Regions from separate parts of the Mus musculus genome. Here region 1 is linked to region 2. A link is a contact called in public Hi-C data. All regions are on one chromosome and are shown on one strand. Each heading gives the region's core, a stretch centred on a gene start, on an enhancer-like site or on the middle of the called end of the contact. The rest is flanking DNA. Distances are from core to core; before and after follow the strand shown. Region 1 holds the start of Rbis (ribosomal biogenesis factor). Region 2 holds the start of Zfand1 (zinc finger, AN1-type domain 1).

The links. A called contact is a pair of places that touch in the nucleus more often than the background predicts.
Region 1: a contact with region 2 is called in a Hi-C map of muscle stem cells, with 5 times the contacts expected there. The contact joins the promoter of Rbis here to the promoter of Zfand1 in region 2. A contact is called at or near these places in 2 of 39 promoter capture datasets (cranial neural crest and pre-B cells) and 3 of 484 Hi-C or Micro-C datasets (CD4 T cells, double positive thymocytes and muscle stem cells).

Annotation. Positions count from the first base shown.
Region 1 is chr3:14,607,431-14,614,238 of GRCm38.p6, forward strand. Rbis (ribosomal biogenesis factor) reads right to left here and starts at 3,826. Exons shown (of 4, transcript NM_001099674.1): 1 at 3,780-3,826; 2 at 2,111-2,227. The coding sequence starts at 2,224.
Region 2 is chr3:10,347,269-10,354,024 of GRCm38.p6, forward strand. It overlaps Zfand1 (zinc finger, AN1-type domain 1), which reads right to left and starts at 4,049. Exons shown (of 8, transcript NM_025512.3): 1 at 3,974-4,049; 2 at 1,242-1,284. The coding sequence starts at 4,028.

The DNA of each region.
Region 1 (6,808 bases), core at 2,576-5,075, 4.3 Mb after region 2:
CCACCTGAGTTTCATCTTCTGACCTAAAGTATACTCTTCACCTACACATGTCATTCATACATGTGGCATAGACACACATTTTTTTTAAAGTGTATAAAATATATAAATCCTATAGTAATAATAATAAAACTGGTAATTCACACTAAAACTATAGTTCTAGGAAATTTAGTCAGAAGTTTAGGTTTTTAATAGCAATCATGTAGATTTACTTCACACTTAAGATTTTAAAGATATAAACAGATTAACTTTATTTGCTCAGTTCTAGCTATGGTGTTTAACTCTCACTTAAAGATAAGGAACCTGGAACAAAGGCTTTTAGTCCCTTCAAATAGAAAACTCTTGAGCCCTTTTCTGGATCACTTTCTCTAGAAGGATGTTCTAGTAGCCCTCTTGAATCTAAGCATGGAAAAGAAATGGTGCATTAAACACTACTGTCAGTTTCTCCTTAAAAGCCTTTGGCTCCTTTGTCCCACCATCTTCATGAGCTAACCAGTACTTCTCCCTGACTACTGTCACCCAGAAACACCACATGTATTTGCTGCTTTGTAAAACATTGAAAACACGGACTCTGACACTGTATGTATGGAGTCATTGCTGAATGAGTTCAACAAACCTAGTCTAATGCCTGTTCCTCTGAAGGTCCTGAGCTGTTAGACCCTTCACAATCAACCTCTACCCCCTGCTCCTGTAAGACACCTTCAGCTTACAGTTCACCTGTTCCACTCAAAAACTTCCCATCACTAGCATGGAGTCCAAACTGTGACTCAACCACTTCATTACAGCCATTTCTTTTCTCCCTCGACAAAATCTGCTTGGTAACCTGGCTAAGCACAGTTGACCTGAGTCCAGATGTTAAGCTAACTAAAGTTACAACTGGCTGGCTGCTGGCTGGCTTCATTAAATTCATTGTCACAAATTCTAGTCTATCACGAACATCAAATCTAAACTACTTTCTGGAGATATGAAAAGATATGAACTCTAGGCTACCTACTTAGACCCTTTTCTGATCCTCTCAGCTTATGTAAAAGTTCTAGTATATCATAGTTCAACAAAGCAATCTTCCTTAAATAGACTACACTCTTTCCTGGTTTGGAGTGATGAATGTTCTTGGTAAAAGATACTGCTCCCAGGATTCCCCAGCTCTGTAGAATTAACTCATCTTCATTCAGGTCCTTCAAACTACAAAGACAAGCCTGTGGAAAACTCCAGACTTATCATCCCATCCAGTTTTACTTCCTCTATAGTTAAGAAACCATATAGGTTCTCCTTTAGAAACTATATCCCAGTTCTTGAGAGAAACAAAAACTTCGAACCTTTTGGTTTTACAGGTATTTTCAGGGTGGGGTGGTGGTGGACTGTTGTTATAACTGTTACATCCTAGAAAGCTAAAGTATGATCTACTTAATCATGTTTTTTTTTTTTTTTTTTTTTTTTTTTTTTGGAGACAGGGTTTCTCTGTGTAGCCCTGGCTGTACTGGAACTCACTCTGTAGACCAGGCTGGCCTTGAAAATTTTTTCTCATGTATTTTGAAGTAGAAAGACATAATTTTTTTCTGTATGTGCATCTGCATAAGTTTATATCCACCATGTGCATAAAGGGTGCCACAGAGGCCAGGCAAGGATATCAGATCCCTAAAACTGGAGTTACAGTCAGTTGGGAGACATGGTCCTCTGCCAAGGCAATAAATGTTCTTAACGCTAGGCCATCGCTCAAGCACCTATTTTGAAGAATAAAAAATTGTACTTCAGCCAAATTTTTCATTTTATAGACTTTTAAATTCCAGTCTACTAGCTACCAAGCTGCTGGCTTACATAGTATACCTCTGCAAGTGGAATCTTGAATATATGCCAAGTGAACTAGTAAGAACTATCCTTCATACTGTCTAAACAGTGATTTCTATAATCTCATACAGCCTAGTAGCCTATTGTGTAGCACCTCGTATATGTGCAATCCTCTTAAATTTGTATTTTAAAAGGAACAGTATTTACCTTAATATTTTTAAAAAGTCTTGTCTAGTAAGAAGGCTATGAACTTCTGGTTTAAAAAACAAAATCCCACTGTTAGTTTACATTTTGCTTATAATCAATGCCAGAATACTTAAATACTCACCTTCTTAAGATTAGTAGTAACTGGTTTTGCCTTGTTTTTAGCCTTGAAAGTTTTGTGGCTAGCTATATGAAATACATTCCTGGACTTCTGCCCTTTTAATTTGTTCTTGGCCATTGTCTAGAAAAGAGAGTAGGGTTCAGTTAAACTGCTTATATTTTGAACCACAAATCAATGTAAAATTTTAAGGTATCTTAGTTCTGATTATTTTAAAAGTTGTTACATAAATCCTGTTTTTCATTCCCAGACATTTGCCAGGTTTTGAGGTAGGAGGCACACACATCTCAGTCCTTGCTGCATCCCTAGCACCAGGTCTGAGACACCTAGTTAAGGGCTCTTGGTTAAACTTGGTATTGTCAACACACACAACCGACCCTTTGTGGTAAATACCATTATCCCCATCTTACAGATTTAAAAAGTGATGCAAAGGTTTAAAGCCATACAAGTTAGACTAGCGGTCACTATGATATACTGCTTTTCTCATGAACATTTCTACATTCCTGCTACATTTCCTGCTTTTGTTTGATCATAAGCAAACTCATGCCAGGCACCTGTGGTAGGTATTTACTGAAGTTCATTATCTTCACTTGCACTATATGCTTTTGGCTGCTTTTCTGCTGCAACTCTGGCCCACAAAGACTGTTTTGTTTATCTTTCTCTTTACTGAAAGTTTCCCAAAGTTTTGCACAAGTCAACTGCACCCAGTGGTAATTTTTATAAAGTATGAAATGATAAACTGCCCAGAAATTAAAGTCATCAATGGTTGCCCTGACATACACTGGGCAATATGTCTTGGTCTATTCATCCTTGGTACTACTGGCTCTGGCCTAAAATCTGTCATATCTTCCCTTTCCATTTTGCTCTAACTTTCTATCTTGGCTAAAACTTCCACCAATACAGCCTCAATATACATACACAGGGAATATGCATATACAGTGAATGTGCCTGGCATGTTTTTGTTTTTTAATCAAACAATATGGATGCACAATGTGCATATATGTTCCCATATATACAACATATAATGAATGTATTGTGCAAATACATATATACATATGTATTTACATACATACATAACATACATACACACATAACACACTCTTGAACCCTAACAGTACTTCTGCTCAAAAATATTACAGTAGAAAATGCATGCGTACAGGAGTAAAAATAAGTAAAAAGTCATTCAACCTGTTATCTAACCTCCTCCATCCCATCTACCCTCTCATCTATTACTTACTAATTATTTACTAAGTCTGAAGTAATAAAGAATGGGTACGTATATATACACAACCAGATACTTTACATGCACAAATATTAACATCAACATTAAGCAAACAAAGGATAGTGTTGCAGACTCAAATGACGAGCGATGCTTACTAAGATGGAAACACAGAAAGATTCGAGAAGATCTGCAGCCTAACTAAAACCTAGATTTTGGAAAAGTGCTATTTTAAAGTTGTGATGAAGACACTGTTAAAATACCCTGCTAAGGGGTGGCCGCAAGGTTTCGGGCCTGGGCACCCCGGGAGTTCGATCGCCCACGAGGAATCGATAGAGGACTAGAAGTTGGCAGAACAGAGCCCTCGGAGCCGCCGCAGCCAGCATTCCCACCACGCCCTGCCTGAGCCCCAAACATTTCACCCCAGCGCTCCGAAAAACCCCATTAGCTTCTCACCAAAGTTCACGCGGCTGCTCAGGTTCACAGTGACGCCATCCACAAGCTCAGGACACAGGAAGTTCCGGGAAGACGAGCCAGTCAATTGAGAGCTTTCCAGCCGTAACCCCACCCACCGAACCGGCTTCCCCGAGCGGGCCACGCCCTCAGCTCCCTCTGGTGCCTCTTAGCCCGGCCCTTCACAGTAGCCTGGGCGGGGCCTGGCGTGTCCGCCGTGACCCCGCCCACTCGGAAGGAGCCGCCTTCGAAGGGGAGGAGGAGTCGACTCAGTGGAGCTTCGCCTACTAGCATGCCATGGACGTTTTTCATAGGTTTAAGCTGGTACTTGAGAAGAAGCCTCCCACCGGTGAGGTTCCACGCATCGCCTCGCTAGGACCCCGCGCCTTTGACCCGGTGGTCGTCACCCACGAAAGGCGAAAAACATTCTCGCCAGAGAAGTCTGTCCTTCCGGTCTCAGATGCTTGGTGTCACCAATCGAAGCCGCGGGCCCTGCAGTGTCCGAGAGGTGGCGCCACGACCGAGGGCGGCGTCCATACAAGAAGAAAAAGTTCGCATCCTTTTCAAGTTACTTACTTGTTCAAAAAAGAAAATTTCCTACAGCACAGCAGATGTACAAGAAATCATTCAAAATTATATATATATATTTATATCCAATTTGTATTCAAAATGCCTGTGAAGTTCTAAAAACATAAGTACCTGTGAAGCTCATATCACAGGTAATGATGCCCTTGAATTAGATCCCCTTGCCCCAAGAAAGGCAAAACAATAAAAGTCTACCTTGTGTGAGAGTAAGAGTGATGCCACAAGTAACCAAACTTATAGAAAAACATTAAACTATTTTGCAAAACTAGAGTTATGAATTCTGAAGCAAATGAGAGGGGCATAAGTATGTTCCTTAAATGTGAAGTTATTGACATGTTTGTACAAGGCAAAGCAACATATGTAAAAGAATACCATCGTGGTTGTAAAATCTGTGGAGTGTAGCTTTTAGTTTGAAATGGTGACATAAGGCTACATATACCAAGGAAAAACATAGTTGTACAGGTAAAAGCAGAGGAATTATACAAGGCAAGGAGACATCCGTTTCTGTGTTATTGTCAGCTAACAAGGCAAACTAGAAAGGTTAATGTATTTCCCTCTGCCTCCTATATAGAAGGCTATTGCCAGATTCAGACATTGATTATTTTCTCAGCATCCTTTCTGGGTAACCCCTTTTATCACATTAAGTGGTCCTTGTTGGACCTGGTAAGACTGGGCTTCCCTACAGGGGCTAGGGAGAATGCTGCTGCTTAGGCTTAGTGGGGGCTCAACAGAACACTGGGAAACTGGGACTTCAAGCGACCATCCCATCCAGCAACTGGGAGAACATAAAGGCACCACGATGGGAAAACAACTGGACCTTTGAAATATGGCCTGGCAGTACTACTGGCTTAAGTATTGTAACCAGAAAACCCACAATGTCTTATGATTGCCTGGGTTCAGTTGTAGCTGGAAGAACAATGCTCAACTATCAGAGATAAAAGATCAGGCATACCTTGAACTTTTTTTTAATCCTATGTACTTGAAGGGATTTTGAGTCTATTATTACAAAAAATTGTGAGAATTAGTGAAATCTAAACCAGAATAGGATGTTATGGTAATAAAGATAAGGAACATGCTAACTCAAAATGCCATTTTATTCTGTGACCAAATGATCTATTAAGTATAGGAAAAAAACGATTGGTGACTTTTGAAAATCTTTAAAAATATTTACAAAGATCATATTACCAGAGTTCATTGTTAACCCAGGCTGGCTCAAACTTTCAGGATTACTGACTTGGCCTCCCCAGTTGCTGGGATTATAAACACACACCACCTCACCTGGCTGTCCTGTAATTTTTCTAGCAGCCTTGAAGGTGGCTAAAATCATATATACCATATGTATCTATTTTAGTTATTTGTCTCATTGCTTCAACAAAATACCTGAGAAATGTAGTTCAAGGAAGGAATACTTGTCTTGCAGTCCAGTATGGTGGAAGCAATCAGGCCGGAGCTGGAAGCATGCACAGTCAGGATGCAGAGAGAGATAAGTGCAGCCACTCAGTTCCTTTCTCCTTTTTTATGTAGTTTGCAAGTCAAACCAGGGAATGGAATTTTCCATATTCACAGTGGGCCTTCACGCTCAAATAATCTAATCTAAGACAGCCTTCACAGACATGCCTAGAGGTTCATTTTCATGGTGACTCTAAATCTTATCAAGTCAGCAAGACTGACTATCACATCTTTCAAAAACCTCAGTTCTGCTGAGACTCACTAATGCTTCATTCATATAGGCCCATTCTGAAGCAACGATCTTGGAAGTAATTCAAGGGTTAAATAAAGAGTAAGGCAAAAGAGACCACACATAATTAAAACCCCCTATCACCAAAGTCATGGTGGTCTAAGGAGCAAACCCAACCTTGTGCTGATGATACTCTAAAATCAGCCCATTAATCTACTTCTCCTGACTGGTTTCAGTCTCCTAAAATAATCAGAACACCCCATGCCTTAGTTAGGGTTTCCATTGCTGTGAAGAGACACCATGACCATGGCAAATCTTATAAAGGATATTTAATTGGGGTTATCTTACAGGTTCAGAGTTCAGTCCATTATCATCATGGCAGAAGCATGGCAGCTTAGAGGAGCTAAGAGTTCTTCACTTTCATCCAAAGGAAGCCAGGAGCAGACTGTCTCTTCTGAACTAGGGTGGAGCTTCAAAGCCCACCCCCACAGTGATACACTTCCTCCAACAAGGCCACACCTTCTCCAACAAGGCCATACCTCCTAATAGTGCCAATCCCTGGGCAAGCATATTTAAGCCACCATACCCAGGAACCTAAATGGAAGGTAAGACACATGTATTCTCTTCAAGAGGTCACCATAACCTTGATTATGGGTGTGCAAGAATAATGATGCTTAGCAATATACATAAAGACTATAATAAATGCACAAAAGTATGCCACTTATGAAAGAAATAATTCTAGATTCTAGAAACCTATTCGTTGGGGCCC
Region 2 (6,756 bases), core at 2,799-5,298:
GAAGTAACTCGGGCTGTTTTAACTTCTCACATCCTTATGGTGCATTCTGCACACTACAGTAGTGACTTTCAGGTAAGAACAAGCAGAAGCCACAGAACGAAGGGGCGTGTACAGTCTCAAATGTTTTCACCGTAAGTGTTCACCTGCAATTGAATATAAACAATGCACCATTCTAGCTATGTTTAATTGGAGTGCTTTAACTGCATGCAAACAAGGGGTCTCACAGTTTCTTCTGAACTGAATCAGTAAATGAAGGGATGCAAAGTCAAGGCATGACTTTCCAAATCCTTGGGTGGAACCCAGGGCATATTTGCAAGGTCTGTGTTCCAATACCATGCACTATCCATTTTGAGAACATTATAGGTTGGACACTTTACGTATGTTCACAAAAATACACAGAATAATTATGGCTAGAGTTTTCAAAGCTACTTCTTTAAAGTATGGGTATTATTCTCTCACTGTAATTACGATACATAATCTTACAGTGCACATTCATGAATACATTTCTGGTAACTTAATGCTTAAGGACATACACGCGTAGCCAATTAGAAACTGTGACTAGTCAGTCAGTCTTTTCCACAAGTGACTACAACGCTGAATAGGAACTGTCAGTGGCTAAAGTTACAACACTCTTCTACATCATAATTCCAGCACTCTAGAGTCTGAAAAAGGGGGAATGAGGAGTTTAGAGGCCAGCCTTGGCCATATGAGACCTGTGTCAAACAGAAAATAAACACAAAAAAGTGATTGTTTTTAATAATTAGTTTCTATAACTGAGGATTGATACTTGTGTGAACTTTACAAAGTATATGTATATAGACAGCATTAGTATGAATTAACTAATAAGGAATTATAGATATAAGTGAGATTGATACATACACATATATCTATGTGTGAGAGAGAAACATATATACAGCATATACTACATGTATATCTGCGGCTTTATTATTAAGTAAACTACTTACTATTGCTAGATTGTTTATGAACTGAATCAGTAAATGAAGGGATGAAAGTCAAGGCATGACTTTCCAAATCCATTCCCCCTTTTTCAGACTCTAGAGTGCTGGAATTATGATGTAGAAGAGTGTTGTAACTTTAGCCACTGACAGTTCCTATTCAGCGTTGTAGTCACTTGTGGAAAAGACTGACTGAATTATGGTTTACATCATATTTGTCACAATTAACTCCATATTGACAACCACCAAAATTCTTTTCATATCCTACATACAAATGTAACTTACCAAAATATTCCTGAACAACCATCACACACAAATGGAAGAAAATCTAAAATTAGAGGAAAATATAGTAGGTCCTGGTTAGTGTCTGATTTTGATGTAGTTTTGTTTGTTTGTTTGTTTGTTGTTTTGGTTTTTCGAGACATAGTTTTTCTGAGTAATCCTGTCTGTCCTGGAACTTACTCTGTAGACCAGGCTGGCCTGGAACTCCGAGATCTGCCTGCCTCTGCCTCCCAAGTGCTGGGATCAAAGGCGTGCACCACCACTGCCTGGCTTGATTTAGTTTTCTTAAGCAAAAAAATCTGCTGCCAACTCTAAGAAAAAATTTCTTTCCAATGACCCAGTATATCATTACTATGTAATCATTATTAACCAAAAAGTACCAAATCTCCAACTCTAGGAAAGTGGCTCAATCAATGGGAGGTAGATGTTACTTAGTAACTTTGTTAAAACAAAACAAAACAAAAAAACAATGGTGGTATTTTTCTCCATTGTTTTGTTTCCAAGATTTACTAGGTATTTTTTTTTTTTTTTTAGAACAGTGTGCTGCAGAATGTATGCATTTGGTGTCAAAATTCTGGGTTTTAATTCTGACACCATTTAACATCAATCTAGCAATAGTAAGTAGTTTACTTAATAATAAAGCCGCAGATATACATGTAGTATATGCTGTATATATGTTTCTCTCTCTCACATAGATATATGTGTATGTATCAATCTCACTTATATCTATAATTCCTTATTAGTTAATTCATACTAATGCTGTCTATATACATATACTTTGTAAAGTTCACACAAGTATCAATCCTCAGTTATAGAAACTAATTATTAAAAACAATCACTTTTTTGTGTTTATTTTCTGTTTGACACAGGTCTCATATGGCCAAGGCTGGCCTCTAAACTCCTCATTCCCCCTTTTTCAGACTCTAGAGTGCTGGAAATACAGTATGAGCCCCCATACCTGGCTCAGTCACTTTCTAACTGACTTCAATCTATCTCATATATGAATCCCAGCAAGTGGCCACATAAGCTACACAAACCCAGTCACACTGCTTTCACAATGGCAACCAGACAGTACTGCTCAGTCCTTTACAGAGAACTTTAATAGTCCAGAAAAGATACCTTGTAGGGTATCTTAATCCAAAATGCCAAGAGGGTCCCCCTAGGTAATCATGCTTGCAGACTAAGGGCCCGAATGTTTTCCTAGAATGAGAAGCGCCTAGTGAGCTATCACTATTGTTATTAAACGAATCATAATACTGTGAGCTTCAATTTCATGCCAAGAAATTAGAGATATGTGTCAATATGTAAACTCAAACACATAATCTGCAGAATTTTTATACTTTTTTAGATTTATTTTTCTTATTATTGTGTGTGTGTGTTGTGTTTTCTTGTTTGACACAAATGGAGGGTGGAGGATAACTTTTCGGGAATCAGTTCTCTCTTCCCACTGTGATTTTGAGGCAGGGTCTGTCTTACTCCTGGCTAGTGCCTCTGAATGAGGGTCCTGCCTACAGCCATGCTCCTGTCTGAGACACACGCCGAGGTTTGGATTACAGACTTTGTCACTGGCCCATTATGTCACTTTCAATGGGAAAAATTGGTTGTGTTTGCTATTTTGAGACTTAGAGGGTTCAAGCAAGTATTATATGCCATTCAAGGTAGCCCAGGAGGAAGAGTTATGATTAAAATAATTTCTTAGCATCACATATCCCTACTTAACTGCACCCCCTTTCTGCTAGTCCAAGAGATAGGCCTCATCTTAATAACACTACAGATATGTGAAACTGGAAAGGATGAGCTATATCACAGATGGTAGATATATTTAGACATACTAGTAAATCAACCTGACAAGATGTATATAACTTAACAGTCAAATTCAAATAGCCAAGCTTCCCTAGGAAAGGACTACATGGGGAAAAAAAACCAAAAAACAAAAACAAAATTGATCTGCTGAGTGAATGGTAAAGGACATATACAACAACACGTCCTGTCTTGCCTTTGCTTAGTGCAGGCATCACCTACTGCAGGAATCCAGGCCAAACCCAAGAGCTGCATTCAAGACCTTGTTAGGAACTAACAGAAGCTGCAGCATGAGGAAACCCTCTGCTCACATTTGGAGTGCGATCTAACAGACTGTGAGCCTGACGCTTTAAGGACTTGCCGGCTATAGGAGTCTAAACACCCTGAACTTTGACGCATACCACCAGGGCCTATGTTTATGACAAGGTCTACCATTACCATAGTATTTATTAAACCTTCCTAAAATGTGGTTTACTGATCTGCAACTAATAGCTTAAGTTAATATTAGAAACACCAAGACGTCTAAAAACCTGCGAACACACTGCTGAAAACTGATGCTCTTCAACGCATTTGTCAGACAAAAAAATAAAAAATCAATCAAGAAAAAGCCTGGGAAAGTGGATGCTCCACGGTGGCAATGGTAAGGACCGAGGGGAACTGGAGTCCTGATCTAAGTCGCTTCGCCGACCAGGGCTTCTTGAGCAAGGCCATCTGGATACCCCGAGGAGTCTGCAAGGTGTGCATTCGGGATCTGCGTGCAAACCAAGGGAGCCACAAAGTTCGCCCCTACACCGAGGAACAGTAACAAAGACACCACCAGTATCACCCTGGAAGGTCGCTCACGCCCCGCGTCCTCCCTCACCCGCCGCCACCGCCCCGGCCGTCAGAACCCGGCCCAGGTCTCCCGCGGATGAAAATGGGGCTTCCAGCGTCACCTCGCTGCCGGCAGTGCTGCACCTGGCAGTGCTGCCCAATGTCCAACTCCGCCATCTTTCCACCGCCGCAAGGGCAGGGGGCGGGGCAGCGCTGGGAACGTCAGTCCGGAGCGGGCAGGACCGAGGGCGGGGCGTCCTGTGAGGTGGGTGGGGCCTGTAGTGGGGCAAGGCGGGGCTTTCGGGGGCGGGACCCCCGGTGGGGTGGGGCGGGACTCCGCGATGGGGCGAGGCGAGCATGCGGGGCGGGGCCCACAGGAGAGGCGGGGCCTTGAAGACACTTGCGCGCTTCCTGGAGGTTCCAGCACTCTCCAGAAAGAGAAGAGACTTAGTAGAACTCAATTCTTGTAGCTGAGGTTCTCGGGCTCAAATTTGAGAAAAACCTAGCTCCTCTTTTGGAAACTGCACTCGCTGTTCTCTACATTGAGTCTCCAAAATTGAGAACTCCCTCACGAAGATTTCTTGATTTCTTAAGTAACTGTATTCCCAGGAGCCAACAAAGACCTGGCAAGAAGGAGCTAAAGGAGTCTGCAACCCTATAGGTAGAACAACAATATGAACTAACCAGTACCCCCAGAGCTCATGTATATGTAGCAGAAGATGGCCTAGTCGGTCATCATTGGGAAGAGAGGCCCCTTGGTCTTGCAAACTTTATATGCCCCAGTACAGGGGAACGCCAGGGCCAAGAAGTGGGAGTGGGTGGGTAGGAGAGTGGGGGGAGGGCATGGGGGACTTTTGGGATAGCATTGGAAATGTAATTGAAGAAAATACCTAATTAAAAAAAAAAGAATGCTAGCAAAAAAAAAAAATGTTATAGCAATCAAGAGAGGTACCGGGACACTGATTACTATATTGTCTTGATGTTTTAGTTTGAAGTAAATGCCCTCACCATGAAAGCATTAGGCTTTTGTTTTTAATTTAAAGGCTTCTTTTAATTATTTGTTAAAATTCTAGTAAGGAAAAAAAAAAATACATGCAACTAAAGTGTACATCGCTCCTCGGTTAGGAGAGCACACTGCAGAGGCAAGCTCCTAGGTCATAGGATGAAGGGAGCTGTTTGATGTCTGACGAGCCTCTTCATTAGAACTAAGGGGAGGCCTTGCCTTGTAGGTGGGGTAGGAAGGGATGTCTTTCTACTGACAAGACACTGGACACAATCAGAGTGGATGAGTGACAATCAGCTGCAGACCTGAATAGTCTCCCATGTGACTTAAGGGTACTCAAATGCTCTCCTGAAGAGTAAAGTGAATACAATTGCCACACACCATACTTTTTCAGTGCATTCTGGATATTCGAACAGACACCACAGGCTTGGGCAGCAAACAGTTTTTTCAGAGAGCTAACTCCCAGCCCTTGCGATTTCTTGAATCTAAGGCTCAGCAACTTACGTTTTACTAATGTTGGTACAGTCAAGCAACAGTAGATTTTCTAGAATGTTACCGTGACTGAATGTTCTAAATAGATGGCAAATATATATCCCACCAATCCAATCAGAACATTTCTTTTTCAGCTCTTGGAGATCTCATAGCAGCCCAAGACTAAAGTTTAGCTACTCCTATCCCCGAGTCTCCTTTTCTGGTTTTTTCTTTAGATATTATTTACCAAAATCTATCTCTCCATCTATTTGTGTTCAACCCCTTTGTTAAATATATCCTCACTGATGAAATTCCAGTGATAAATGAATCAGAAACTCCTCTACCTCCATACTTAGTCATGACAACTTTTTTTAAAAACATGAGCTCTCGGGCTGGTGAGATGGCTCAGTGGGTAAGAGCACCCGACTGCTCTTCCGAAGGTCCGGAGTTCAAATCCCAGCAACCACATGGTGGCTCACAACCACTCACAATGAGATCTGACTCCTTCTTCTGGAGTGTCTGAAGACAGCTACAGTGTACTTACATATTAAAAAAAAAAAAAAGAACAATAAATAACAATAAATAAAGGGGTGGATGTAGTGCACACTTGTATGTAGTCAAATATTCATACATGTAAAATAAAAATCTTTTAAAAAAAAAAAAAAAAAACATGAGCTCTCCATTTCTAGCAGTCTGTTATGAGTACATGCTCTGTGTTATTTGACAATAAAACTTAAGTGCAAAATGAAGGCTTTTTTTTTTCCTGTACCATTCCATTTCTAACTAAAGCAGTCTACTGCACTAGGAAGCACAAATGCATGCCCAAACCTGCCCTTTCTTATGTGTGCCATGGAAATGCCCCCTAAACACCATGGAGTCTTCTTTAGAAACATTCTTCATTCTCTATTTATTCTCTGGATTATTTTTATGAGTAAAAAGTCATTTCCTTGCCCAAGATATCCCTTCATTTCTTCATTAGGCACAGCATTCTGTAGTTTGTTCAGTAAAGTTTTTCAGCTGCATCCTCGACTCTTCTACCCCATCTCCAGCTTCACAATGTCTCCCTCCTGTCCAATAGAATTTTGAGTGCTCTTTAATGGCAGGTGCCATTTTCTTTTCTCTAGAATGTTTCTATGTCAAGGGTTCCCAAATTTCCTTCAAACTATGAATCACCTGCATGCTTGCCACCCTCCTCCTGGGGTCCAATTAAAGGGTTGGGAATGGCTGTAAGAAACTGTAATTGCCTATACGTTGGTCCTTATCCGGTACATTTAGGAAACCCTTTGTCCCCTACTCTGCTTTCAGCATACACATCTTGCAAGGAAGGTGCAGGTATAGTTCTGTCCCTCGGGACATCAGACATCTCCTTTAGCAGCACTATGCACGTTTCTGATTAGCTCTACCCAGATCCTATTATAATTTACTTGACTC